Regions from separate parts of the Mus musculus genome. Here all the other regions are linked to region 1. Evidence: chromatin contacts called from public ChIA-PET, HiChIP or PLAC-seq, Micro-C and promoter capture Hi-C data. All regions are on one chromosome and are shown on one strand. The core of a region is the stretch at or near the end of the contact, and the rest is flanking DNA. Distances in the headings are between cores, read along the strand shown. Region 1 holds the start of Tcf24 (transcription factor 24). Region 2 holds the start of Vcpip1 (valosin containing protein (p97)/p47 complex interacting protein 1). Region 3 overlaps 1700034P13Rik (RIKEN cDNA 1700034P13 gene). Region 4 holds the start of Sgk3 (serum/glucocorticoid regulated kinase 3). Region 5 overlaps Sgk3 (serum/glucocorticoid regulated kinase 3).

Region 1 (5,644 bases), core at 827-3,326:
TTCTTTCTAACCCCGATGTCTCTAGCATTTTGCAATCAAGAAAGCCTTGTTTGACACTGAGGTGAAAGACTTGATCTCCTTCTAAATTTTATCAACTATGAGGGAGACATTTAGCTTCTACTTATGATATTGAAATCTTAATGTTCAAATAGACATTCTTGGGATATATGGCAAACATCAAGTCAGAGATAACTATTAGTGAGATAGCTGGATCCCATTAATTTAATGCTCACTGTAATACAAAACTCTTAATTATAATGAGTGAGTTTTCAGCTATAAAACTCGGGGATGGAATGAGTTCTATTATTATTATAAATAATATTTCAGGTTTTCACACTTAACATTTAAGCTGTTTAAGTCTACCACCATGTTAATAGTATTTTCAAAGTAAGTTTTGTTAAAATGCATTCTATAATTTTAAACACAAATAAAATTAGATGTGTTTTATTACATTTCAACAAAATGTAGCTCCTCATTTTTGTTAACTCATAATCTATTCAACACTTAGATACTTAAGATTAAGTTCTAATTGTGTGAATTTGTGTTCAAATACTTCAGAACAGAGTGACACAAATCTGAACACTTAAATCTAGACAACAGAGAGATTCTCCATTCTGAAGAGAAAGATCAATTGAAGGTTTCAAAAGAAATCTAGAAGATGATGATGCAGAGACCACTGCACCACGGTGAAAATGCAAGTCCCACTCATGACCACTTCACATATACGTAAAGAAATCATGCAAAATGGTTTCTCTTGGCTAATCTGAATACAGACCAATTCACTCAACATACAGGCAATCTAATATGACAGTTAATGGAAACATGGGTTTTCTTCTAACATTCTTGGTGGCTGTATATTCCACTAGATTTAACTGTGATTGAAATTTTACTCTATGGGGATGCTGAATGCTCTCATTTGTTTTTAATGATTTTGGCAGGTTTTTTTTTTTTTTAATAATTACTTTAGGGGCCAAGAATTAGTTCCATGATTCCGTTTAATTCATGAAGCTTTTGGATTAGCTCAAGAAAAAGACAGTAGGAATGCAACTATTTAAGTTAAAGACACTTGACACTCGAAGGCATGAATGTAACTTAGTTGTTACCAGGTAGTCAGAAGGTACAACAGCCGACCTATTTTTCACCCTGAAAGACCGAAAATCTTTACCAAGCTTGAGAAATTTGTGTGCGAGTCCAGGTAGAATTAAACGCTCCAGCCTCTAGATTGCAAACTGTTAAGAAGCAGCCTCTTGCAGTGGGGACCTTGTCACCATCGCCCAGGTGGCTGGGAGGAATGCCAGATCCGTGGGATCTGCTCAGGCGGTGACAGTGTGGCTCGAGGGCTCCTAGCCCAGAAGAGTCGCCTACCTTAACTGGGTGCAGATAGCCGTCGCCTCGCAAGGCGCCCAGACCGGGGTCTCCGGGCGCGTCGGTGTCGTCCTGCAGGCTGCGGGTGAGGTGGGCGATGTAGGTGGTGGCCAGCAGCAGCACGTCCAGCTTGGACAGCTTGGTGTCTGGCGGCACCGACGGCAGCGTGCGCTGCAGCTCCAGGAAGGCGTGTCGCAGGGTTTGCACTCGGCTGCGCTCCCGCGCGGCGTTCGCGGCGGCTGGACGGCCACCCCCGGAGCGCGCCGCGACCCCGCTGAGGCCTGTTGGCCCGGTCCCGGTCGGTCCTGGGCTCCAGTCGCGGGCGGCGGCGGGCGGCGCGGCGGACTCCGCGCTGCGTGGGCTGCTAGCGGGACGGCCGCGCTCCATGGCGACTCCGGCTCCGATTTCCCCGGCGTGCACTGCAAAGGAGCGGGCGGCCGTGAGCCCCGGCCTCGCGGCCTCGCCCTCGCCCTCGAGTCCCCAGGTGCTGAGCTGCTCCTGAAGGCGCCCAGGGCTCAGGCTCCGGTCCCCGCTGACACACCCCGCCCGCCCGCCCGCCCGCCCGCCCGCCCGGGGAAACGGGGCTGCAGGACTCGGCCTCACCTCGGACTTGGCGTCACCTCACCTTTCCTCCCCCCACCGCAGCGGCCGTGCGGGGTTCGGCTGAGCAGGGCTAGGCGGCCAAGGGCGTCGAGCGGGTGGGTCACTCCATCCTTGTCCAGGCTCTGCGCCGCCTTTTATGTGGGCGTCCGAAGCCAGCAAAGCCACGTCGGGCCGAGAGGGTCTCCCACCCGAGCCCTTGGGTTAGGGGCAGCGGCGTCCCGGAGCCGCCCCCTCGGCGGATAGACTCATCAATCAAACCGCTCGGGGGTGGGGCGGACGCCTGGCCCCGCCCCCTCTGGCCGGAAGGTTGAGAGTAGTTTACGGTGGTCCAGCTGGGACGGGACCCGGGGGTTTAGTACAGCGGGACTTCAGGAGCAGAGCCGTCGCGTGTGCGTCCCCGTCCGCCTTTAATTCTACAAGGTGAAGATTCTTGCAGTAGAAGCCTTTCCTCAGTACACCGTGACCTAGAGACCCGCCACCGCCACGGCCGCCTTCCGGCCTCGGCACCCGCTCGCCCACAGGCTCAGGCTGACCCCGGCGCCGGCGGGACTCAGTGCTGCAGCCCGTGGCGGACGCGGTTCTCGCCGCAGCCCAGCCAGATTCTCTGAACCGGGATAGGAATCAGCGCGGTTTCCTCTTTGCAGGTTCTGAGTATCAGATATGAAATGTCACTGAGGGCAAGGCTAGTTTATAGATTCGCGAACATTTCGCTGCAGATTTCTAACTTTCCACGTCGGGAATACCAAACAGTAAGATAGCAACGCAGGACTTTTTATACCACGATGGACCGAAACGTGGACTTGTCAGTGAATCACGGTGATTCTAAGACTGTAATGGGCTTTAGGCTTTAGAACGCACACTCAGATTTCCTTGATTCAAAAGGACTTGTGTTGAATAAGAAACCACATAATACGAAACCACATTTTATTTCCTGGCAAATTTTATTTAATAGCTAATAAAGTAAATAGATCCCAGAATTCACGCACATAAAGCAAAGTCTCAGATTCTATAAAGAAACAAATCAAACAACTTACACACCGAGATAAGTGAAGTCCACAAACCCTCAAAACATGCTGTTGCCTAGTTCTATGAAGAAATCAAATCACTCGAGGCTGAATTTACTCCTTTTTCTCAGACAAATTTTCCTTTACTTTTGGATTTTGGAGAAGGTGAGGTTCATGGATATCGTTTTTTGTTAGCGAGCTTTCAGATTCCTTCAAGGACAGATTCCTGTATTTACAAACAAAAACACACCAGCATTTAATTGACATGCAGAAAAAGGTGATAAAGTACCCAGGACACACTGTTGGTAGAAAAGGTTCATAACTATCCAGGCTTCCCTGCTTTGAGAGGCACACAGACAGAGGGAGGTTAGGTGGGCTGTGGCTGTGCAGAGACGCCTGGACACATCTTTCTAGTTAGCCTGTTGCTCTCCTGGACAGCACCGGCTGGCAGCAGAGCAGGTGTTGCCCAACAGTGTGTGAGAAGACTGAGGTTCACAGAACAGACCACTGAGCCTCTCCTGTTTTGTCCTATCTTTGCTATTCTATGCAGGCTGATTCTAAGTCCAAATTCCTGTGAGAGACTTTGATAGTTAAATTTCAGCTGGAGAGATGGCTTAGTGGTTAAGAGCATTGACTGCTCTTCTGAAGGTCCTGAGTTCAAATCCCAGCAACCACATGGTGGCTCACAACCATCTGAAATGAGATCTGACTTCCTCTCCTGGTGTGTCTGAAGACAGCTACAGTGTACTTTGGATATAATAATAAATTTCAGTCACTTTAACTACAGGTAATTCTAAAACTCCACTATTTCATATCAACTATTTCATAAGTAGCAGGCAGCACACAGCACTTTTCATGTGCTGAGCGCTTTACAGGTTAATTCTCAGTTTGCCTTTACAAAAGCTGAGGATGGGATTCCGGGATTGGGCCACTTGTCCAGTGTTGAATACCTAGTAAAAGGCTAAGGCCGAGATCAAGCCAAGTAGGTTGTCACTAATGTTTAATCTTTGCCATACTACCGAGTCTTTGGGGTTTTGTTGTTGTTGTTGTTGTTTTGGTTTTGGTTTTTTGAGACAGGGTTTCTCTGTGTAGCCCTGGCTGTCCTGGAACTCACTTTGTAGACCAGGCTGGCCTCGAACTCAAAAATCTGCCTGCCTCTGCCTCCCGAAAGCTGGGATTAAAGGTGTGCGCCACCACGCCAGGCTCTAAGAATTATTAAGTTATTCTTAAGTCTTTTAAATATATTTAAATTTATTTGAGTTATGTTAAGATTGTCTTTACGATTAAAGGTAGAAAGCAAATATTACATAGCATAGAATAAAATGCTTAAACATTTTATAATATACATATATTTTGTATACATTTAACAATAAATTGGTTTCAACTATTTGTTGTTTAAATTAAGGAACAGCTTTTAGCCTGGTATGGTGGCACATGTCTTTAGTACCAGCTCTCAGGAGGCAGAGGCAGGCAGATCTCTGTGAGTTCCAGGCCAGCCTAGTCTACATATCAAGTTCCAGGATAGCCAGGGCAAAAAAGAGATCCTGTCTCAAAACAAACAAACAGACAAACAAACAAACACCTTTTATAGTTAAATGTATCCTTTTGAGTGAATAGTTTAAGTTTAAGATGTATATACAGTGCTACAAGTACCATGAGAATAAGGACACAAAACACTCCGTTATCTGTCACATTCCCTTTTTGAAGTCAACCCACCTCCAGTTCCTGGTGAGTCCTGATCTAGTTTCTGTCACTATGGCCCTTTTGCCAAAATATTACACAAATAGAAGCACATCGTAGATTTCTTTTAAAATGTACCTAATTTTACTTAATGCTTTTGAGACCCATTCATGTTTAGTATATCAATGGCTCATTTCTTCTCATTGCACAATAGTGTTCTTAGGGTGTGTGTGTGTGTGTGTATAATACACATGTATAATACGTATATGTTACAGGTTGTTTATCCATATCCCACTTGAGATATGTGTGGCTGCCTTAAGTATTTCGTGATTACAATTACCACATTATAAACACCCAGGTAAAGTTTCTTTTGGGTGTAGACTTTCATTTGACCTTGGAAATTTTCTGTGTATGGATTGGACTGTATATTTAATTTTATAACGCATCAAACTATTGTGCTATGCGGCCTGATTTTTCACTTCCTGTTTTTAGTGTATGAGTTCTAGGAACTCCATATTTATTTGGAGACTTATTTCTATTTCTTACCTGTTCTAATATGTATTGTTTTCCTCTGTGTGTGAGGCAGGGAGGGCATGTGTGTGCATATGTGTGCATGTGGAGGCTAGAGATTGATTTTTGGTGTCCTTGTCTGTCAGTTTCTCTACACCTTTTGTGTTTGTGTTTGTTTTTTAATAGTTTTGGTTTTGTTTTTTGTTTGTTTAGAAGTTTTTGAGCCAGGGTTCTTCTCCGAGCCTAGATCTCATCAATTTGCCTAGGTTGGCAGACGGTGAGCTTCAGGGATCCACCCTTCCCCCTGCCCCCCCCCCCCCAAGCTGTAAAGGTATTCCAGGCCTGTGCTGCTTGCTCTTCTGGGCTTTATGTAGGTGTTGGAGATTCAAACACAGGACCTCTTGCACTTTACTGAATGAGCCATCTCTCCACTTGCTCTAATGTGTTACTGTTAAAGACAAAGACCGAACCAATATTTACTT
Region 2 (5,644 bases), core at 967-3,466, 220 kb before region 1:
GGAGTGTAATCGTCCGGATTTTTTTTTGCAGTCTGATGCAATATAGTGTGGACAACTTTCTGAACTAGGATCTCACTCCCAAATTCACCTGGAAAGTGCTTGGTAACAAGTTTCATTGCAACATCATAAACATTACTATTCAAAGATGGATCGCTTTCATACTGAAACCAATATACTGTTTCTCTGACTACTCTTCCTCCCCACTCCAAAGTGATAGGAAAAGCTTCTGGAAGATTGTCATACTCTTTACCTTCCCAAAAATGTTTGAATCCACAACCACATTTGCCACCAGTAGACCTAGAATTAGTTCTGTCTCCATCCAAATACACAATAGAGCCATCTCCTCTGACTCTTCGCACAGATGAGCCATGGCACCAATTACAAGCTGTTAGATTACTCAATCCATAGTCTGGTAGCAGAACATCTTTTACTGGATCATATGAACAAACCAAATTGTTTAAGGGAAAGCTGTAATTTTTGTCAGGCCTCAACTGCCCATGAGTACTTTTTGCCAAGTTATACAGTTTCCCTCCTGGAGCCAACCACTCAGAAGGGACATGAAGTTCAGAAAGGGCACCACAAAGCAAACACTTGTGAAGGCGATTGTCCATTACTGCCTTTTTAGCAGCTGCTGTAACTTCCTCAGGCTGAACTCCTATCACCCCAGTCCTTCTGTAGAAATACTGATGTACATCAGCAACCAAACTAGGATGGATACCATGTTTGTCCATAAAGACTTCTTCCATAGCAGCAACCAGCCTAAGTAAGTACTTATCCTGCAAACTTCTGTCTCCTCCAATAACACAGCCACCATCCTCCTCAAGCTTGATGTACTTTTTAATAAGGTCCTGAGGCACACCCCATGCTTTAGGTAACAAATTCATGGGTAGTTTGGGCAGGGCAGCCCCCTTTATGCCTACCAAGGGAATATAATGGTTTCTACCAGAGCTACTCCACGCAATACAGATTGGCTTGTTCAAATGACCATCTCTCCCAGTGCATTTCTCTGCAGGTATGAGGCCAGGTAGAAAGGTGGCTGAATAATCACCAGAGCTTCTCATGCCGCTGAGGGAATCTAAAAGAATTATGGGACGATGTAACACATTGGCAAGGCCGAATATGTGGATATTCCTCAGGCCTAAGGGGACACCTTCAGGTGGCACAAACAGAGGGTCACATTCATTGATAATGTCCTCCCACTCGGCAGCATCAATAAAGTCATGAAACAGGGCTTGATATCGGGCTAGGTGCTGCTGAAAGTGCTGCTTAAGATTCTCCCTCAGAGCATGCCAGAAGAGCTCTCGGCCTACTAGAGCCCTAGACACAGCATGCACTAGGCAGTGTCCATCCCCATCCACATGCACTGGGATGAGGCATTCTTGACTTTTATTAGCCCGTTTGATATCCTCGAGCGTGTCGTGCAAATACAGGAGGCTTCCGGAGCGGTCCTTGCCATAGCCCACTGTGTTGACGTGCTCTGGTTCGATGAGGAAGGCCCGGTCACCAAGTAACGCGCAATCGAACAGTTCGCCTTGGTTCATGTCCCGGAGAAGCTTGGCCCGGCCCGTTTGTTTGTCCATTCCATAGCGTGCCAATATTGGCGACAATAATTTGCAGTGGTAGTTGGAGAGGCCCATCACCTTTACCAGTTCCGTGTTCTTCTTGGGAGCCCCCGTCACTCCGAGTAGCGCGTTCCGCAGCAGATTGTGCAGCACTACGTCCGGGTCGGTCACCTCCTCCACTCCCAGCAGCTGTTGCTGCTCGTGCCGCTGTCCGCACTCGGTACACTCGATGCTGACAGAACCCGAGGCCGGGAAGAAGAGGCGCGCCTGGCACTTGGGATCCGGGCAACTCCCGGAAAGGATTCTTCGGTCCCTTCGTTTCGAAAGGCCCCCCGGAGAAGCCGCCGCCGCCAGAGACGACGAAGTCTGCGGAGCCTCAGGGGGAGGCGGCGGCGGCGGCAGCGGAGGAGGCGGCGGCGGCTGAGACATCGCTCTCGGCTCTCGCTCGGCGTCCCAAGCGACCCTCAAAGGCACATAGCCAGACCTCCGCCGGCCCGACGAGGTCTAGTCCAGGCCCAGGGCGAATGGCTTTCCTTTTCCTACCAGTTCCTCCTCCTCCTAGGCGAAGGCGGAAGCGCCGGACGTTGTTTCTCTTCTCACTTCTCCACTGCCTTAGCCGTTGCCCCGAACGTAACGGCCACCACCCCACCCCGCACTCACACTCACTCACTCTCGCTCTCTCCCTCAGACACAGACATACACGCCCTCACTGAGACTGCGCAGGCGTAGCTTCTGCTCTGCCCTCTGGGAACCAGAGTCTTCCGGCTCCTCTCTCGCGAAGGAGTGCTAGGCGCTTCCGTCCAGAAAGAACTTCAAATACCGTGATGCAAAGCGACTCGACGCACGCGGGGAGGAGGAAGAGGAAGGCACTCGGAAGGTGGGGGCAGAAAGGAAGTCGATGATTCGCGGAGCTTGTCGGTAGTTGTATTTTTAACTGGATCTCTTTTGTAGTTTGTCCCCCATTCTATGGCCCACGAGAAAGAGTCAGAGAAATCACATTCCTAGGCTGCTGTGGGTAGTGTCCCCCTGCACTTTCCCCTTGCGCAGAAAGGAGTGTGCTTGGGGAAAACAAAAGTGCAAAGGATTGGTGTGGAAGAGGGTCTAAAGTCCACCACCACTGCTAGGAAGTCCGGGTTAAAGGTCCTAAGAACATGGAAGGAGTTTTCTATGAGGCTACTTTTTTTTTTAAGTATATTAATTTTTCAAATACGATGTCATTTTTTTAAAATTACCACTTAGCTAGCAAGTGCCGTAACTGAGCTTCTATCTTATTCGTAGTTATAAGCTGGTAGGTTAATGATGAAAGGTCACAGTTTGAGAATTACTGATCGCCAACTTGTAAGAACACTTTTAAAGAAAACATCCTGTTATTATATTTGTCTTTTTGTATGTCTGTCTGTCTGTCTGTTTATTTGTTTATTTGTTTGTTTGTTTGTGTAGAATTCACTAAATAGACGAGGGTGGCCTCAAATCCACAGAGATCCACCTGCCTCTATCTCCTGAGTGATGGGACTAAAGATGTTTGCCACCAACCTGTCTTCTTTTTTAAGTGTTAAGGAAATTGCTTGTCATCAAATGTTTAAAAAATAAGTTTAAAAGAAAGTTAACGTTGTCTGTTAGCAGTTAGAGATCACAATTATTAAGGTTTTTCTATGCATATATAGTATACAGTTTTACTTTTTTAGCCCAGGCAGACCTCAAACTCCCTATAGTAGAGAATTGACCTTGAACTTTCTGTCTTCTGCCTCCACCTCCCAAATGCCAGGGTCAGAGGTACATACCACTACACCTAGGTTATGCAGTGTTAAGGGCTGAACTTGGAGCTTCATGCATGATAGGCAGGCATTCTACTAACTGAGATATAATCCCAGCCTGCATAATATATAGGAGATTTTCACTTCACTCTATTTTTTAGACTATAATATAATTATATGTCCCTTCCCATTCCTCCTTCCTAACCCTCATATATGCCCCTCCTTGCTCTCTTTCAAATTCGTGGTCTCAACTGATGCATTTTTCAAACTGTATGTGTGTGTGTGTGTGTGTGTGTGTGTGTGTGTAGATCTATAACTGTTCTTTGTGTTAAACACACTCTTTTCTCTGAAATTCAGGATAATTAGGCTCTATGTTTATTTCTGTCCACTTGACAGAAGTGGACAGAAGTTGAAGTTATCTGATTATTATTTTAATTAAAAGTAATGTAAAAATAATAGCTTTTTCATTGCTTACTATGACATAGTCATGTATTTCTAAATACATAAGTACAACCTGTTCAGTCTGTATACTGTTATTTGCATGCATGTTTTCAAGGTTGATTATTTGGTATGGGATAAGTTACTGGTGTGCTCTTCCCTAGGTAAGACTGCTTCCTCTCCTCTCAACATTCCTTCACTGCTTAGAGTTCTTTGTGCAGGGTTGGGGCCATACAGGCTTTCACCTCTCCACTTTAGTATGCTTATTGTTGTTTTTAAAGGGATCAAAATTGTTTAATAATAACAGTAGTAGTAGTAGCTACTAACGCCTACTTACCACCAACTGTACATTAGCATCTTTCCTGTGTATTTACTTACCACCAACTGTACATTAGCATCTTTCCTGTGTATTTAGTTAACATTAAAATATTGAAACAGGTACCATCATAACCAGTTCTATTTTGGAGATGAAGAAACTGAGCAACAGTAAGTTAAGTACTTTATTCAGTGTCTGAGTCCTCATTAGTAACATAATTAGGGTTAAAAGCAAATGTAATAGAAATTGTTCCAAAGCTGTATTTGTTTTTAATTTGTAATGTTGAAGATTGAACCTAGGGTCTCATGGATGCTAGAAATGAACTTTACAGCTGAGTTGTGATCCCAGGCTTCTTTTTAATCTTTGTTTTGAGACAAGGCCCAAGTTTCTTAGGCTGGTCTAGAACTCACTCTATAGCCCAGATAGACCCCTGATTTTCCATCCTCCTGTCTATGCCTCTGGACTAGCTGCAATTACAGGCCTGAGCCATAGGCACAGAGGAGGTTTTTTGTTTTGTTTTTGTCTTATTTTGTTTTGCTAGACAGGGTCTCTCTGTGTAGCACAGGCTATCAGTTTTGACCTCTAGCTCAGGCTGGCCTCAAACTCAATCTTCCTTATAGGTGCTGGGATTACAGATACAATATATGGCTGAAGTTGAAGCTCTTTCCTTCCCAAGACAGGCTGTCACTATATAATCATAACTAGCTTGGAATTCACTGTGTGGACAAGTCTGGCATAGAACTCATGAGGTCTGTCTGCCTCTATCTCTCAATTGCTGGGATTAAAGGCTTGTACCATCGTGCCTGGCTTGAAGTTGAGTCTTAATGGACATAAACCTAACATTTTACAGTTCAAATCAATATGAATTTAAATAGCCAGCCTAAGTAACCAGTGCCCCAGGGCTGTTTGTGATTGCATTTGTATTTCTTTTCCTCTTCCTCCTCTCTCTTTCTTTTTACATAGTACACAATGTATACGTTTGTTAGGAAGGAAAATAAGGATTAAGAGGTCACTTAACAGTTACAACTTAATTCTAGTAATAACCTTGCATTTTTCTCAAAGGTCTTAGTCTCTCTCTCCTTCTCCCTCCTCTGCCCTTCCTTTTTCCTTCCCTCCAATTAGCTCTGTTCCTTAAACAGTATAACTCGTTCTAATTTTGTGATACTTAAAAATCATAACAGCCGGGCGTGGTGGCACACGCCTTTAATCCCAGCACTTGGGAGGCAGAGGCAGGTGGATTTCTGAGTTCGAGGCCAGCCTGATCTACAGAGTGAGTTCCAGGACAGCCAGAGCTACACAGAGAAACCCTGTCTCGAAAAATCAAAAAAAAAAAAAATCATAACAAAATGTACTTCATATTCATACTTGCATAGGAGATATCTTAATGGATAAAGGCAAAGTATAATTCAAAATACATTTTAGAACTATTTGTTGCTAATGTAAATCATTTTATAGTTCTCTAACATGTGAATATATCAAAATATGATATAACAAAAATTAAGTCTAAGGCAGTCTTCTGGGGGATGTGTATTTTGGCAAACAGCAAGTTAATGTGGAGTTTGTGTATTTACAGC
Region 3 (5,644 bases), core at 1,814-4,313, 200 kb before region 1:
GGGGTCACCACAACATGAGGGACAGTATTAAAGGTCACAGCATTAGGAAGGCTGAGAGCCACTGCTCTAGAGTCATCTAGGAGATAAGCCACTGGGCATGTCTGTAAACTAGTATGTAGATTATAAGAGTTGGAATGGGAAGAACCACCCTGGATGTGGCAGCACCATTCCATGGTTAGGTCCCGGACAAGACATGAAGGGGAAAGCCTGCTGAGCACAGCACTTGTCACTTTCTGTTTCCTCTGGCCATAAGAAGCCCTTTCTCCCTGGGGTTGATTCTGCCGTGGTGCCCATGCTGACAGTGAAGAGCACCTGCTGCTCTTGCAGAGGACCCAAGTTCAGTTCCCAGCACCCATAGCAGCAACAAGGAAAGTAACTAATATAAAGAGCATGTGGAAACTGTGCCATCTTTGTTCTGAACTCTTCTCTTAACATAAAATTATGACATTGGCCAGTGGGATGACTTATTCAATAAAGATACTTGCCACCAAATTTGATGACCTGAGTTCTATTTTTGGAACCCATATAGTAGGAGACACTCCTTCATGTTCTGAACTTCATGTGTGTTCTGTGGGATGTTTATGTGCACATACATGCACATATACACATACAATGTAAAAAATAATTCTTAAACTATCTTAAAGATTTTTTTCTTCTGGGTTGAGGATCAAACCTGGGGCCTTATGTATATGAAGCAAGCCCTTGACCACTGAGTTATACCCCTAGTCCTAAAGGAAAAGTATTTTCTAAAATTAATTTTCTCTTTCTAAAATTTTTAAGATGTCTTCTTCTTGATGATTATCTAAGGGATTTCATAGTCATCCCATTAATGCTGTCATTGCCCAAATTTCTTTTAATGCCCTTAATTTGGAATTGTCTTCAAAAGTCTAAAATTAAGATTATAATATCAGAACTGAAGAAATCTGAGAACAAATAAAGCCCCATATGCTACCAACTTCAGGGTTCTACCATATACTATAATTTGTTTACTCAATTTCAAGTGGTTATTTGCCGAGGACCAGCCTCACTCGCCCCCCCACCCCCATCCCCAGTCCACAGAAGAAATCAGGGTTCCCAACAGGTGGACAGGAGTCGTCGAGAAGTGACAAACAAATACTGACACAAGGGAGTGTGCTGTATCTAGATGTCACTGAATAGGCAACATTCTTACTGAATTCCAAGCCTAGGGTCGGCTCAAGGACTACCTAGGGCATTGGTGAAGGCCAGGAAGCAAAGTTCAATTTTCTTTAGGTATTTGGCAAGTCATTGCTTGGAGGCACCTATAATAAAACAATACTGAAAGGAAGCACACAGATCCATTCGCAACGGTTCCAGGAGACTAAGTTTCAGTGAACTTTTCGCCTCAGGACTGTGTCCAGGCTTTTGGCCTGTCATGCGGGTCACTACCTGAGTGAATGTAGCAGTTATTATTTGAATTATCCTCCAAATGTCTCTTTCATTAAGCTAATGCATATTTTATTTTAGTTCCCAGAACTAAGGTGGCAGAGCCAGGATTGCTGCAAGTTCAAGGCCAACCTGGTCTACATAGTGGGTTCTGGGATAACCAGGGATACATAGTGAAAACCTGTCCAAAATAACAAGTAGGGCAAGGAAAAATACATATTTAAAATATGATTTAATCCTTTCAGCATGACACCCACAAAAGATGTGATTCCATAAATAGCATTTGTGTACTGACCATGGTTTGAATGAGAACGCGCCCATAGGCTCATATATTTGATTCCCAGTTGGTGGATTGCCTAGGGAGGATTAGGGGGTGTGGCTTGGTTGGAGGAAGTATGTCACTGGGAGAGGGCTTTGAGGTTTCAAATGCCCAGGCTAGGCCCAATCTCAGTTTCCCTCTGCCTGCTGCCTTGGATTAGGACGTAAGCTCTTTTGAGGGGCAGTGGCTGAGCACTGGCAGCCTGGTCTCCAGTCAAGCATAGGTCTTGAACCCCAGAGCCCCGATGGCCAGAGATTTCCACCTGCATGGGACGGCAAGAGTTCAGCCATGTCTCCTGAGCACCTGGCTCCTGTCACGTAGTTACCATCCTCACAGCCCCCACCTCCCCACCCCTACCAAGTGGGAACTACCCCCCACCAAGTGAGAACTACCCTCTCTCCCTGCCCTTTCCTCCCTTTGGCCCTGGGACTGACCGAGCTGACTGAGCCGCACCCCCTGGGGGTGGGAGGCATTCTGTTCTCAGCTATTCCGTAGTATCCAGCATGGAATGCCCAAGGCTGAGAACCTGGAGCCTAGGGCTGCCCTTTGTCCACGCCCCCACTCCCCACCCCCCACCCCAGGCCGAGCTGGAATTCTGTGGCTTCCCACAGGCAGACACCCACCCTGGGCTGCGGAAAGCGTGCAGCAGTCTGCCCGCCCAGAGCACTGGAACTCTGGTTGGACACCAGTTCTCTTCCACTCCCCTTTATCTCCCCGCCACCCCCCCCCGCCCCCGTGGCCACTGGCCCCCTCCCCACCCCCCGCGCGCACTCTTCCCAGTTCCTCCACTCCTGCTACTTTGATACACTCCACGATGGTCATGGACTTTCCCTCTAAAACAGTAAGCAAGCACCCAATTAAATGCCTTTTTTAAATGTATAAACTGCCTTGGTCATGGTGTCCCTTCCCAGCATAAAGCATTAACCAAGACAATTCTCTACTTTGTCTCCCAACCCCTTGGTTATTTGCTTTTGTTTCTTTTTTTTTTTTTAAATAAATTCTTTATATATTATAAATAATAATCCTTTGTTACAATTGAAGATATTCTTTTTGTAAGTCATTGTTTGAGACAGGGTAGCCTATGCTGGCCTTGAACTTGCTGTGTAGTGTTGGTATATCAATTTACTATTTTTTTTTTATTATTTTTTTTTTTTTTTGGTTTTTCGAGACAGGGTTTCTCTGTATAGCCCTGGCTGTCCTTTTATTGGATTCTTATACCTCTGCCTCCCTTCCAACCTTTTTCCCACCCTGATCCCTTCCGCCTCCACAGTAGTTAGGAGGAAATGAAGGTTAGAGAGAAAGGGGAATGCACACTACTCTAGGCCACTTCCTGTTGAATAGGGACGTTGAGCAATCCCAATACTTGTCAGAATATTCAACAGTGCAGCAAACCAGTAACTGAAGCAAACACAGCAGCAAGGAGAGCAGCAACCCCCACAGGCCCTCTCGGGGTCTCTCATTTGTATCTTCTCTGGAATCCCCAGAATTGAACTATCTGCAGCTGGCAAAAATCACAGCCCTGTTAGTACACAAGGCAAATCGTAATCGCCTGCTATATGCAGCCTCTTACCCCACACCTGGGATTAACCAAAAACATATTCATGTAACTGGGTTTTTTAAGAAACCAAAGTTTTCACTACAGTGTAGCCAAGAATCCTAATATTTTTGCTCTGTCTCCCAAGTTTTGGGAACACAGGTGTGTGTCACCATACTTGGATTACTTTTAAAACTGTTATTATTTACAGTGTGTGTGTGTGTGTGTGTGCGCGCGCGCGCGCGCGCGCACATGCGCGTGCATGTTTACCTGTGCCCATGAACACCAGAAGAAAGTATGGGATCCCCTGGAGCTTGGGTTCCCAGAGCCTTGTGCTGATAACGGCACTGGGAAAGCACTTGGGTCCTCTGGTAGGACAAGTACTTTTAAGCACCGACTTCTCCAGCCCCTATTTTGGCTTTTTGATACGTAGCTTTAACTGACCTAGAATTCCATTATGTAGGACAGGATGGTCTGGAACTGTGAGCATACACATCTCTGCCACCAAGCACTGGGTTTACAGGTGTGGACTACTACACCCTGCTCATCTCTTTATTTCAGTATGTTGTCTTGTACAGTGTGGAAATTATGTTGGTGTTGAGGGGAAGGTATAAGTGAATCTTTACTCCATTTAATTCATTTTAAAATGTTTGGCAAGCCTATATATCAACCCCCTAAATGTGAAATCCTTTTTTCTTCCCCGGGCATGCAGTGATGCCCAGCCCAGCCCACAGGACACCTCCCCGCTCCAAGCCCTGTTCCTTACATGCTGTCATTGCTGAACACGGCTAGCCTCTGGGACTCCTGAGGAGAAGAAAATATGCAAGGAAGAACAGGTTTGAGCTCAAGGTGTTAAATCTCTGGATCTGGCCAATCTGTCGTTTTCTTCATGGCCTTCTGTCAGCCTCAGAAAGTACTTTCCTACCCAAAGTTCATTAAAAATATTTGTTTCTATTCACTTTAGAAATAATTTCATGATTTTTTTCTTTTTGTATTACAGGAGACATTTAGATCTTAAAATACCAGAAGTCTGAAGATAGCAAATTATCTCTGAGATGTTTATCTTCTCTCAACTAATTTGAAATGCTACTTTGAAAATGTGTAAGATCTTGTATATGCACCAGTCTTGGAATATTTTCTGGACTCTGCCCCATTTCTGATTTTTTTAGTGTCTTATAGACCAAGTCCTATTTCATAACAAGTTTCTTAGTTATTTGTCTGTTGTTCTGAGACAGGATCTTACTATGTAGCCTTGGTTAGCCTAGAACTCACTATGTAGACCAGGCTGGTCTGGAAGTCACAGAGACATGCCTCTGCCTCTTAATTACTGAGATTAAAGTTGTGGGTCACTATACTCAGCTCACAAGCTATTTTTTCACAACTTTATAGGCATTCAAAACTCTTATCCTCCAGATAAGCAAACAACCTTCTGTCCCTTTATTTTTGGTTCTGTTTGCCTCCTGAGTACTGGTTTTAAAGGCATATGCCACCATGCCCAGTCTAATAATTAGCTTTTTAATGGGTTTTAAATTTTTCTCTTAGTAAAATTTAAAAAACTTTTCACAGTTATTGATTTTGTGTTAGGGGTGTGGCACATTGTGTACACAAATGGAAGTTAGACAATTTGCAAAAGTCAGTGTTTTCCTCCCACTGTCGATTCTGGGAATTTAACTTGGGTCATTAGGCTTTGTAGCAAGTGCCCTTACTCGTCTCATCATCTTCTGAGCATCTATCCTAAGGGAGGCAGAAGAATCTCAAGGCCAGCCTTTCGTACACGGAGACCCTGACTCAACAAAAACAAGCAAAACAAAGCAAAGCACTCCTGTCCTGATTAGAGTTTGATGGTGTGTGTGTGTGTGTGTGTGTGTGTGTGTGTGTGTGTTTTCTCCCCAAGTTGTTTTTGTTCATGTTGTTTAACACAGCAATAAAAACCTAACAAAAATGACCTTCTCCACTACCACCACCACCACCACCACCAAACTAACAGTCACAACAGGGAATTCATTCTGAAGAAGGAGAAAGTTTCCACAGATTTTGTTTTCTCCATATCCTCACAAATGTTCTTAGGTTTTCTTGTAGCTTAGTCTTCCGTTTCCGTACTTACTCCAATTGATATCTACAGAAGCTCTCATCTGAAATACTATTAGCATCCTGTACAGTGATGATAACTCTTCACAGAGGCTCTGACATGCCAAGGTTGTCAAGTAGTGAGGACACTGTATATGTCCCCTCACTGAATTACCTTTTTTATTCTAATGAGCTAGCCAGACATGTTGGTATCCATCTATAATTCCAGCATTCAAGAAGCTGACTTAGGATAGGGAGTTCAAGGCCAGCCTGGGCTACCTATCAAGACTCTGATTCAGTAAGAAATAAAACAACACCTC
Region 4 (5,644 bases), core at 2,037-4,536, 170 kb before region 1:
GAACTACAAGTAATGCAGGGCATTATTTTCACATTAAGATTAATAATGCTTTCAGATTAGGCACCATTTTAGAGAAAAAGTTTTCTACTCTGAATAGCAATAATGAGAATCCAAGTGATCATTGCAGTGGAATATATTATTTTAAAAATGTGTTAGCTGGGTAAGTGGTTGGGAATTTAAAAGAAATACATAGGTCAACAATTCATATTCTCAGCTTAATTTTCCAAGATTCTGAACATATTATTTCTATTTTCTGCTAGTATAAAAGAATACCAGACTGGGCAGTGGTGGCCCATGCCTTTAATCCCAGTGCTCTGGAAGCAGCTGGAGGCTAGCCTGGGCACCCAAGCAAGTTCCGGTCCAGCTGACGCTACATAGTGAGACCTTGCCCCAAACAAAACAAGCCTCCAAAACACGGAACGGGTGTGTGTCCTGAGCAGACATCCATCAGGCTCAGGATTCTATAGCTGGCTCACCCAAAAGTGCCATCACGAGGTGAAGAACCCCATGTTGTTTTATCCCAAGATGCAAGTAAGAAGAGGCTCAGACTCGTGCATAACGACGCACTCTCTCAGTAGCGCATCCTCAATAATGACATCACTCAGCCGTCCATCCACTCCTGAGGGTTTATCCTTTTTTTTTTTTTTTTCGTTTTTGTTTTTTCCAGACAGGTAGCCCTGGCTGTCCTGGAACTCACTTTGTAGACCAGGCTGGCCTCGAACTCAGAAATCCGCCTGCCTCTGCCTCCGGAGTGCTGGGATTAAAGGCGTGCGCCACCACGCCCCGGCGGGGGTTTATCCTTTAGGACCTAATCCTCTGTCAGGCTATGCTTCTCAACTGAGCTCTGTTAAGTCACACTGGTCAATCAATCCTAGGTTGCCCACATTTAATTAAGTTCGTTTGATCTTTACAGCATGCCATGATGCACTGTCATATCTGTTTTGAGGTTGAAAAAGCACTACCATCACCCTCTTCTTACTCCTGAAACAGCGGTGGAATGGTTTGCCCAAAGTCCAAAGGGGGAAGATATGCATTAACCCTGGGCCCGACTCCAAAGTTTGTTTTTATAATCTCTACGCTAAAGATAGAACAGATAGGCAAAATATTTGCCTTGTGTGCATGAACAGAGCCATTCTTTCAAAGAAAACATTAACATCTACATTTCAACAAAAAAGCTTCACCTATTTTAAAATTTGATTTTACAGAAAGCCTTTTAAAAAGACATAAGTATTTAACCAAACACTCAACAACTTTTATAGTTTAACCCTAAACATACTGGACAATGGGAATAAGATCTGTATCACCATAGGAGTTAATTAAAGGGATGCTACTCAAAGCACACCCTTACATGCATCTGGAGACGCATCTCAGCGGTGTAGCAGACGCCTAGTGTATATACAGCATCCAGGATTTGATCCCTAGAATTAAGTAGAAAAGTTAATTTTAAGGGTGAGGAAGATGGCTCAGTCAGTAGAGTGCTTGCTGCACTGATGTGAGGACCTGAGTTTGGGTGCCATGTACAAAGCCAGCTATGATGGTGCCTAATCACAGCGCTGGGAAGGCAGACAGGGGAGGACCCTGGAGCTCACAGGACAGCCAAGATGCCAACAGCCAGGTCTAAGATCAGCAAGAGACTCCATCTCAGAAAATAAGCCGGACAACGTCTGGGGAAGAAAACTACTTCTGATCTCCACCCTGTATGCATGCTTACATGTGTGTGCATGTACACACACACACACACACACACACACACACACACACACACTCACTCACAAGCCCATACCTAACTTCCTCTTAATCAAATGAAGATCATCCTCATTTCTTGTCCATAAATGTTGGTGGGCTCTCGATCTCTCTTCCCCCCTCCCCCGCCCCACGTTCTTTATAGTGGTAAGACAAATTTATCCTGGAAACACTAAAATGGTTTCCATCTGTTTTTTTTTTTTTCCCTAACGTCAAAATGTGGTGATAGTTAGGTATTTATCTTTTAATCGAGAATGATGTCATTCCCTTAGTGTTTATTGACATAAAATTTCCTTTTGTCCAAGAGCATTTCTTCAGTATTATGAATATGGCTTTAATTAGCAGATACACTGATCACTTGTTTTTTTGTCACAGAGAAGATGTGTGCTTTATTGTGTGTATTGCTTTGTAAGCAGATCATAGTGGAACATATAAATGACTGCTGCAATATGTTGGGCTCTATGAACTGTATTTTCTTGTCCATTTCCCAAAGCCATGGAGAATCGCTGTTAAGAAAGTCCTGTGAGAATAATAGGTTTCACAGTATAAAAGAATTTGGGTTCACAACCTATTTTAAGGACAAGGCCATATTGCAGCATGGATAGTACAAATAACTTTTCTTACATTTATTCATGAGGCTAAATCTTCTGAGTATCGTTCTAAAATATAAAGAGTTCTTTGAATTTACGGAACTCACTCATTCATCTCAGTTCCTCTATTTGTTCATAGATTTGTGGCAAATTTTCTGGAACCATATGATTCAAAGGGTAGATTAATGTAAAATATGAAGCATGCCATGCAGACAGAAATCCTTTAAACAGTTGTGTGGGTCTACTTTCACGTGGTATCAGATAAAACCTAAACTACAGTGGTGGTGTGGCTCTCTAGTTCAAAATTTTAACTCTACTCCACAACCATTGAATCGTGTAATTCTTAGTTCCCCATTCACAGAACGGGTTTTTAAAAACGCAGCTTCTGTAGTTAAATGGACAAGCACCAGCAGTAGAGTGTGTTGGGTAGTTTAAAAATAACAAACAAAAATAATCCATAGATCTAAAATGATCAAGAGAAACGCATATTATCTGTACATAGCATCTATCTGCCAATTTGTGAGAGCCCTCGCTCATCCATAAACACTGGTCAAAAAAAAAAAAAAAAATCAATCTGCTGACGTGGGAAAAAGTGTAGAAAACTGCCCAGAAAAAGCTAAAGGAAGCACAGTGGGCTCTCCAGATCGTCCGAATACTTATTTGGCTTCTGCAGCGTCCAGCTTGCAGGAAGCCGCAGCCCCCAGCCCTCTGCCACCGCCCGGGTCCGCTCTGCCGCCCGGGCTCCCGAGTGGGCCAAGGTCACCCTCGCCGCGGACCTCGCGCATCCCGTCAGCTGAGCGCAGGAGTCCGGCGGCGTCTCCTCCTGAACTTTGCACCCCGCGTGACGGGCGAGCGCGGGTAGCCGAGCGGTCCCGCCATCCGCGCGGGTCCCGGCCGACCCCGCCGTCCCCTCGCGCCGCCCGCCCGCCCGCCCGCCGCCCGGCGCTTCGCGGGAGGAGCCGCCGTGACGCGTCAGGGAGGAAACGCCGGCGCCCGGCCGCGCCGCCGGGAAGAAGAAACTGCCAGCGCTCTGGGCTCCGCGCCCGGGCGCCCGGACGCCGCACAGCCGGGTAGGTGCGGGGCGGGTGCGCCGGTCTGCGTGCCGGGGTCCCGGCCGGGCTCTCTCGGGCGCCGGGGTCCCGCCGCGGCCCGGCGCGGTCTTTGTGTGCTCCGGGAGAGCTCAGCGCCGTGGCGTGGGGCTCCCTCGCGCGGGGGAGCGCGGGCGGCTCGCCCGGCCCCCCGAGCGGGGCAGCGGGTGGCGAGGACCCGGGAGCCCACCTGACGCGGGATGGGGTTCTGCGCGGACCCGCCGGGGCGACGGTGTGAAGTGGTCGGCAGGGCTAGATCGCGTCGCCACTCTTTTTCAAGTTCTCAGACTCGAACCCTTCGGTCTGTTTTCGCTCGGTCGATTCTCACGGTTCAAGCACCGACGAATGCCGCCTTAAAGCGCGCTGAGGTTTTCGGTTCTAGGGCGCGCTTAGGGATGGTTCTTTGGACCGGTAGAAAAGAGAAGGGATTCGCCTCTTGAAACAAAGGTCTTTGACTTAATGTTGCACCGAATGCCTGGTTGAACTGCAGTTCTGCAGGCAGAGACTATGCTGGATGCACTTAGGATTCGAGAATAAACACAGAAGAAGAAAGAGAGAGAGAGAGAGGGGGAGAGAGAGAGAGAGAGAGAGAGAGAAAGAGAGAGGAAAACAAAACAACAAAACCCCAAAAACGCCTCTTGGGTAGAGTCTTGCCCTTCTCACTAGATTGTTTACCTAACAGGCCTGGAAAGTGCCTGCTTTATTTAGCAAACACAGCTCATACTATGAACTGCTCTGTTTCCTAAGTGCTTTATAAATATTACCTCAAATTCTTAACTCAAAATGATAAGTTATTTGTGGTTGTAGCCACGAAGAGGCCATGCATACTCTAGTTCCCCAATGTTATAGAAAGAGCTGGAAACATTAGAGGAAGTTTCAGACATATTTTAGGAATGGGTGTGCCTTCTGCCCCCTTAGGCTACCACTCCCTTAAGGCAAGTTCTTACCCTTCATTCCCCGTAGGATTCAGGCGTGGAGAGATGGGACCTGTTGCTGGCAGGTCTCAGGCCAGATCCCATGTAACTTCAGAAAGGTGGACTCTCTGATTCCAAGTCTGACAACTCAGACATCAGAAGTTCCCTTTCTTTACACTGCCACTGGACTGAACCTAGTTTTGTTTTTATAGGGAGCTTTGTTTTCAATATGTTTGACAATTTATATGACGTGGCTCAGATGGGAGCATCAGATTAAACTTGAACTGTGAAACAGAACCCTTTTTGTTTGTAGACATTACCATTAACAGTTTGGTAATTTTTTTTTTTGCGGTTGGTTGTTGCTGGCACTGAATTGGTTGATGAATCCTGTAAGGTGTCCATTTTGTGTCTTGCGGCTTATATATAGAGAGAGGATTTTCCCCCAAAATAAAATGATCTTTTTAAATGAGTGTTTTGGGCCTGGTGCCTAGATGGTAAAGACTGAGAATGGTCAATAAATAATAACAACTGTGGTGATTATAAATGTAATATCAAGATTTTTTTTTATCATACTCACTGCCTCTGTTGGTTCTTTTCCTTCTCATAAATTTCCATTTCCTGGGAGGTAACTAAATGAGTTGGTAAGCCTGATTAATAGGACTGTACGAAGCAAAGGGGCTCTCCCGCCCCAGTACAGCTTCTGTAGATACCGCAGACATGAGTGCTACTCGTGAATTAAATTCAACCTAACATCTAATAATTGTCTTCAGAGAGACCGTGTGAGGTCAGTACATCTCAAAACGCTCTCCCTTTTGTACAAGTAAAGACACCACGGTATCAAACTGTTGGCTTTGCTGTTTGCCTGTTTGCCAAGCTAATGGAGGGTGAGCCCAGGTGGAGAAGGCGCATAAATGGGCGGAGCCTGGCACGTGCAGGCCTGTAATAAATATTTGTGGAATGAATGGCTTCAGAAAGCTTGCTCTTTCAAAACATACATCCCAAAATACCATCGTAATTGATTTGTGCTGAAGAGAGGCCTAACCCAGTGCTTCTCTTATTTCAAACAGTACCTGATGCAGTATTCTCCTTATAAAAAGGACAAAGATACCCTATGGACTAAGGATTTATCATCTCTAGTTTTTGAAAAATAACTTAGTGGTTGTTTTTTCTTTCTTTTTTTCTTGTCAAACACCCTGCCTATTTTTTATTTTATTTTATTTTTGGTCTGGTTTTAAGGGGTGTTAAGTGGGACAAATGCTGTTTGTTCTTGTGCTGAAAGCTTTCTTACATATGTCTCTAAGCACTTGGG
Region 5 (5,644 bases), core at 1,264-3,763, 140 kb before region 1:
TGTAGTGTAGCCTGGCTAGTATTCCCCATGTAGCCAACTATGTCTTTGAATTCATCTGCTTATCTCTAGCTCTCAGGAATTGGGATTATAGACACAGACCATCACACCTGGCTAGCTAATAATATTCACTGTTCATTGTATTTCCTGTCTTTTTTTCTGTTAGTTGTTTCAAATGAAGACAAAGCACAGCTTTTTCTTCTTTATGTTCTATTAAGCTATTTTGGATTATAGGAAAGAATAGTGGTTCCCTTAAGATGAATTTCAACATAACATAAAGATGGCAAGACAATGCCCCCTAATGTAAGGTACCCAGGTGTCGGTTGCCCTCTCTTTGGGCTATATTACCTGTGATTGGGTGATGAAAACTACTCTTAATGGGTTCACCTGTATCTTATAACTCCCTAATCTATACCTTGTACCATGGCCAGTATTCTCTCTTCTTCAGACCGATGTGCCCAATGCCTACTACTAGACAATTAATTTCATATAGTGCAACCTTACAGACCACTTATAATACACATGTATGAAATAAAATACAGGTTCTGGGGAGGTAACTCAGTTGGCAGAGGGCTTGTCCAGCAAGGACAGAACCCTGAATTTGATCCCTGATTTGGGGAATGGGGGCAGGAGATTTTCAAGGTTATTCTACATAGCAAGTTTGAGTCTACCTTGGATTATACGAGAGCCTGTCTCAGATTTAGAAAACAAAAATAAAACAGGACCACATTAAACAGAAAATCTTCAGCATGGGAGAAGAGCTTTACCAACTACTTAATAGAAGATTAATTGGTACGATCTATAAAGAACTCCAGAAATTAAATACCAAACCCCCAAACCATCTAGTATATGACAGAGCTAATGAATTGAATAGACAGTTCTCAAAAGAAGAGATGCAAATGACTAATGAATATTTGAAAAGTGTTCAGCATCCTTAGCCGTAGGAAAATGCAAAGTAAAACTCCTTTGAGAGTCCATCTTTCTCTGATCAAAATGATTATAATCAAGAGTTAAAAAGTAATAAATGCTGGCTAGGGTGGAGCCCAGGGGGAGGAGCCCTACTCACTGCTGGTAGGAATGTAAGCTGATGTAGCCACTGTAGACATTAGTTTGGACATCCCTCAAAAAAGCAAAAAATAAAACTTCATACACTCTAATTATAATACTCCTAAATTTCTCTCTGTTCTCTTGCTGCTATGATTGCTTGAAACTCTTCTGCTTTTTGGAAGTGACTCTCTGGAAAGAGATTTCTTTAAATCCAAATTTGATAATTCCATATTCATTCTTCATGTTGATTCTTTTTAAAAATTTATTTATTTTATGTATGTATGTGAGTACACTGTTGCTCTCTTCAGACACACCAGAGGAGGGCATCGGATCCCATTTCAGATGGCTGTGAGCCACCATGTGGTTGCTGGGAATTGAACTCAGGACCTCTGGAAGAGCAGTTGATATTCTTAAATGCTGAGCCATCTCTCTAGCCCCCTTCATGTTGATTTTAATAATCTAAAGTGAGGATGTGACCATTGTCATTCCTGTACAGAAGTCTTACTTTCCTTAATGTCAAATCTGGCTTGTCAGGCTCATTTTGATCCTCTCGATTCTGTTATGTGTTGGAATTCCTAGGCTCATATTCTCAGCTCACATAATACCAATGACTTCCACATCTCTATTTCAGTGAATTGCTTACTAGTCTGTAAAGGCAACAAGAGACGCCTTTTTCAGGACACCTTTCCTCACTTCTCCTCCTCCTTTTGTTGCCCTCAGAGCTGTACCTCCAGCCTCTGAGGTCCTTTAATTATCACGGCAGAACACACAGAACACAGAAAAACTCTCAAAAATACAACACTTCACCTTGCAAACTGAGCGTTCATGGTTGACTATCCATGTTGGTATGGTCATCTGTTCACACCTTAAAAGAGATGCTAAAAAAAGGAGAGGAAAATAGTTTTCCATTCTACCCCACATTCCAGTGGAGAATAATCTTCTTTAAGCTCTAAATTAATTGCATGCCTACCTTTCTTAACTCACAATAGCTCTTTATTTGTTCAAGTCGAAACTCTTCACTGTACCTCACCAATTTGAGTTTTTGTGATTAGCCCTTCTACAAAGTCCATCCATATTAGTAGGTCAGTTTACTTAACAGATAAGAGTAGGCAGAGAGTGTAGGTTGGTTCTTGTTTAGAACAGGCTCCAACTTTTCAAATACAGGCTGTAGGATCAAAATGTAGACTTTAACATTGTATTTTGGTGCAATAAATGAAAGCTTTATATTATGAAGTACTTATTGGGTGCCATCTATAGATAGTACTGTATCTATTTGGTCATAATGAAAATCAGCCTAGCCTCTGCCACGTGGCACTTTTCATCATCCAGTTGTGTGTGTGTGAGTGTGTTTGTGTATTCTCATGCTCCTGTATGCATGTTTGTTCAAATGTGTGGGAGCACACCTATGTGAGGAAGCCCTGTTGACATTGGGTGTCTTCCTTGAGCAAGTTCCACCTAATATATTTAGACAGTGTCTCTTGCTGCAGCTGTGGCTCAGCAGCTGAACTCAGAGTTCACTGCTTTGCCTAGCCTAGCAGGCTATGAAGCAAGTGCCTTGCCCTCCGAACCATTTCCCTAGCCTGGTTTTGATCTCATTTTGAGGGCTGATAAACAGTTACAATTTAGGATTAAAAGTTCTAGGAAGTGCCTGCGAAGCCCATAGCAGGAGTACCTACTCTGAACTGTGGGACCAGCAGAACTTCTGAAGTTCTTTCTTTCTTCCTTTTTTTTTTTTTTTTTTTTGGACATTTAGTTTGCTAGCAGCTGTCAGGAAGTACAATATAGGTCGAAGGACCCCATGTTCAAATCTCTAATGTGAGGACAGCCTGGGCCCCTCAGGAAAGTGAAAGCGGTGTGTCTTTCCCGTTCTCTGGTTTTTTAAAATGAGTTTTAAATTACAAGCATGTGCCGCTGGAGTCCAGGTGTTGGCTTCTCTGGGGTTGGGGTTCCAGGCAGCTGAGTTGTGCCATGTAGGTGTTGGGAACCAGACTCGGGTCCTCTTTCACAGCAATACAAGCTCCTAGCTGTGGAACCATCTGTGCAGGCTGCGTGCCAGGAACAAGGAAGGATCTCAGGATATTCTTCCTGTGAGGGACAAACACATTGCCCAAATCAATTCATCTTTTACTGTCATGGAAAGTTTAGGTGACAAAAACTCAAAAAGAGAAAATGAGCTTGAGTTGGTTCAGCTTTATTTCTAGCTATATGATATGATTCACATTTGAAATGTAAATGCATGCAGTTTTCATGCACAATACAATCCCGAGTCAGTGGTTGTGAGGATTGCTGTGGCTGCTGGCTGCCCTCACCGTCCACACTGCTGGTAAGCTGACTTCTGAGTGTGTCCGTGTAGACTCCTCCCTCATCTGTAGTGCTTACAGCAGTTTGAGCTTGGGCCTCCATGTCTTTAGCATACCTTTTGTCTTTCTGCTTATGAGCCTTTCCCCACCTACCCTTCACATTCACTGTCCTCCCATTCACTTCCTGTCATTTATGCCTGGCTTTTGAATGCTATGCTGATATAACTTTTTATGAGGTCTAGTTTTCTTCCCATGCATTTTGCTCCTCCAGTTCTCTACCCTAGGAGAGTTTTCTTTTGGGAAAAATATAAAAGCCTTTTGCAGTGTTTTTAAAAATATAGATCACAATGCATTGGTAAGTCATGAAATCGACTTAGGAGTTCTGACCTGAATTAAATAGGCCAAAGCAAAAATAATGGAAATTTGCTGTGTATTAAAAGGTATAATGTCATTTTGTGGCAATATCTTCACAGGACTGTCTTCCTGTATAAAATGTGATCCCATGTGTTACTCATGTTGTCTGTCTGCTTTCAGAACTCGAGCTGAGAATGATTTCTCACAGACTTCCAAAACCATTGCTTCTTTTGTTCTCTAGTTCCTACTGTTGCCATGAAGAGCTCATTCCATCTTTAGTTCTCAGCTTCTGCACGTGACTGCTTTCTTCCTCTCTGGAAACTTTTAAGCTCCTTTTATACTTTCTATTCTGAACTTTTACACGGAATTTTTTCTGTCTTATGATGAAGAGCGTTTCTTTGCAATTATTCTAGAATTCGTGTTCTTGGAATTTTTTTTGACAATTGTATACTTATCATTTGCTTACTTTCCTAGAGAAATAGCTTTTCATAGTTCACAGTAGAAGCTTCGGATTAGTCCTGTAAGTTTCTTTACTGTGCTTTTCTCCCTGGCTGTCGTCTCTTGGCATTTTTGTTCTGTTTCCTGCAAGAGTTCTTCAATTTACCTTCTACAATTCCACCATTCATTTCTAAGAGTTGCTGTTCTCTGTACTTCTTTATTATTCCATTGGTAGAATTCTCCTGTTCTTGTTTCATGAATGCATCTTTTATTTCTATTTGTCTGTCTGTCTCCTTCCTTCCTTCCTTCCTTCCTTCCTTCCTTCCTTCCTTCCTTCCTTCCTTCCTTCCTTTTGTTTCTCAAGATAGAGTTTCTCACTTTTAGTTCTGGTGTCCTGGAACTCACCCTGTAGACCAGGCTGGTCTTAAATTTACAGAGACCTGCCTGCCTCCCGAGTGCTCGGATTACAGGCATACATTTTGTGAGTCTGTATGGTTGTGCAGGACCATGCTAATCCTCACTGTGTGAGTTCAATTTTTGTACATGTGCTACTTAAGCAAGCCAAGCTTTTCTAATTCTTAAGATAAAAACTAGCCGGGCGGGGTGGCCCACGCCTTTAATCCCAGCACTCGAGAGGCAGAGGCAGGCGGATTTCTGAGTTCGAGGCCAGCCTAGTCTACAGAGTGAGTTCCAGGACAGCCAAGGGCTATACAGAGACACCCTGTCTTGGAAAGAAAAAAAAAAAAGATAAAAACTTTTAGGGACCATGAATTAAATAGTAAAGTGTTCACTGCTTGTGGAGACCTGAGTTCAGATCCCTTGCTCAAGGTAAAAAAGTGGGGCCACGTGCTACACCTTGTAATCCTAGCACTGGGGAAGCAAAAGCTGGCAAATCCTGGGGCTTCCTGGCCACCAGCCTAGCCTGCTCCTCAAGGCCCAGGACTTGATTGACCACCAGGTCTTAAAAACCTGAGAAACACTACCCCAACACACACACACACACACACACACACACACACTAGTGCACTTGTACACACAAACAACTCTTTGTCTTCTAGCATTGTTTCTTATTTATGTTTTAGGCCCCTAGTCATCAGGGGGAAGTGGGATTGGCTGAGGCTGAGAATGGATTGGGTGGGGATGTGAGCTGGGAATGGATTGGGTGGAATGGATTGGGTGGGGGTGTGAGCTGGGAATGGATTGGGTGGAATGGATTGGGTGGGGGTGTGAGCTGGGAATGGATTGGGTGGAATGGATTGGGTGGAATGGATTGGGTGGAATGGATTGGGTGGGGGTTCGAGCATGTGTGCACAGGAGATGAACTGGAACCTGTAGCTGTTTGATTCAGCAAAATTGAGAGGCCTTGTGGTAACCGGAAGTTGAGTCATAGTAGAGACTTATTGAAGTGGAAGTGTCCCAGAAAACCCATGGTTGTTCTGTGGTTGATGAACGGCACGAATCATTTGGGAATTGATTAGAGAAAAACTCATTTTTCCTTATGTGGAACT

The links. Hi-C and Micro-C count contacts between places; a contact is called where the count stands out from the background. ChIA-PET counts read pairs in DNA pulled down with a chosen protein or histone mark. HiChIP or PLAC-seq counts read pairs in DNA pulled down with a chosen protein or histone mark. Capture Hi-C pulls out chosen DNA fragments and counts their contacts.
Region 2: a contact with region 1 is called in a promoter capture Hi-C map of adipose tissue. The contact joins the promoter of Vcpip1 here to the promoter of Tcf24 in region 1. A contact is called at or near these places in 12 of 39 promoter capture datasets (the 3T3-L1 cell line, the C10 cell line, the HPC-7 cell line and 8 more), 5 of 484 Hi-C or Micro-C datasets (CD8 T cells, bone marrow-derived macrophages, embryonic stem cells and 1 more), 20 of 115 datasets of contacts at active chromatin or transcription factors (the 230-238 cell line, acute myeloid leukemia, bone marrow-derived macrophages and 14 more) and 4 of 9 other capture datasets (adipose tissue, embryonic stem cells, liver and 1 more).
Region 3: a Micro-C map of embryonic stem cells shows a contact between it and region 1, with 2.1 times the contacts expected there. The contact joins the enhancer-like site here to the promoter of Tcf24 in region 1. A contact is called at or near these places in 5 of 39 promoter capture datasets (the 3T3-L1 cell line, the C10 cell line, cranial neural crest and 2 more), 2 of 15 datasets of contacts at CTCF or cohesin (the NIH/3T3 cell line and large pre-B cells), 8 of 484 Hi-C or Micro-C datasets (CD8 T cells, the G1E-ER4 cell line, bone marrow-derived macrophages and 4 more), 5 of 115 datasets of contacts at active chromatin or transcription factors (bone marrow-derived macrophages, embryonic hindbrain, embryonic stem cells and 2 more) and 5 of 9 other capture datasets (adipose tissue, embryonic stem cells, liver and 2 more).
Region 4: an H3K4me3 HiChIP or PLAC-seq map of the 230-238 cell line shows a contact between it and region 1, with 22 read pairs. The contact joins the promoter of Sgk3 here to the promoter of Tcf24 in region 1. A contact is called at or near these places in 16 of 39 promoter capture datasets (the 3T3-L1 cell line, the C10 cell line, the HPC-7 cell line and 11 more), 8 of 484 Hi-C or Micro-C datasets (bone marrow-derived macrophages, cranial neural crest, embryonic stem cells and 3 more), 17 of 115 datasets of contacts at active chromatin or transcription factors (the 230-238 cell line, bone marrow-derived macrophages, cardiomyocytes and 9 more) and 5 of 9 other capture datasets (adipose tissue, embryonic stem cells, liver and 2 more).
Region 5: a contact with region 1 is called in an RNA polymerase II ChIA-PET map of memory CD8 T cells, with 13 read pairs. The contact joins the enhancer-like site here to the promoter of Tcf24 in region 1. A contact is called at or near these places in 5 of 39 promoter capture datasets (the C10 cell line, cranial neural crest, hematopoietic stem and progenitor cells and 2 more), 2 of 115 datasets of contacts at active chromatin or transcription factors (bone marrow-derived macrophages and memory CD8 T cells) and 2 of 9 other capture datasets (adipose tissue and liver).

The regions. Positions count from the first base shown.
Region 1 is chr1:9,965,734-9,971,377 of GRCm38.p6, forward strand. It overlaps Tcf24 (transcription factor 24), which reads right to left and starts at 2,077. Exons shown (of 3, transcript NM_001285425.2): 1 at 1,991-2,077; 2 at 1,366-1,784. The coding sequence starts at 1,752. It overlaps Ppp1r42 (protein phosphatase 1, regulatory subunit 42), which reads right to left. Exons shown (of 9, transcript NM_145692.2): 9 at 2,889-3,198. The coding sequence ends at 3,087.
Region 2 is chr1:9,746,166-9,751,809 of GRCm38.p6, forward strand. It overlaps Vcpip1 (valosin containing protein (p97)/p47 complex interacting protein 1), which reads right to left and starts at 2,217. Exons shown (of 3, transcript NM_173443.3): 1 at 1-2,217. The coding sequence starts at 1,991. It overlaps 1700034P13Rik (RIKEN cDNA 1700034P13 gene), which reads left to right and starts at 1,483. Exons shown (of 4, transcript NR_040462.1): 1 at 1,483-2,439.
Region 3 is chr1:9,766,703-9,772,346 of GRCm38.p6, forward strand. It overlaps 1700034P13Rik (RIKEN cDNA 1700034P13 gene), which reads left to right. Exons shown (of 4, transcript NR_040462.1): 3 at 3,970-4,093; 4 at 4,258-4,554. Among named protein-coding and RNA genes, the nearest start is that of Gm39590, 6.7 kb to the right of the region's middle. Within about 2 kb of position 3,064, at least 40 of the 459 cell types and tissues checked have an H3K27ac peak or open chromatin away from gene starts, as enhancers often do. A contact at or near this core is called in bone marrow-derived macrophages, embryonic stem cells and neutrophils, where this site is marked.
Region 4 is chr1:9,794,844-9,800,487 of GRCm38.p6, forward strand. Sgk3 (serum/glucocorticoid regulated kinase 3) reads left to right here and starts at 3,287. Exons shown (of 18, transcript NM_133220.2): 1 at 3,287-3,403.
Region 5 is chr1:9,820,533-9,826,176 of GRCm38.p6, forward strand. The region is part of intron 1 of Sgk3 (serum/glucocorticoid regulated kinase 3); the gene reads left to right. Among named protein-coding and RNA genes, the nearest start is that of Sgk3, 25 kb to the left of the region's middle. Within about 2 kb of position 2,514, at least 57 of the 459 cell types and tissues checked have an H3K27ac peak or open chromatin away from gene starts, as enhancers often do. A contact at or near this core is called in bone marrow-derived macrophages, hematopoietic stem and progenitor cells and memory CD8 T cells, where this site is marked.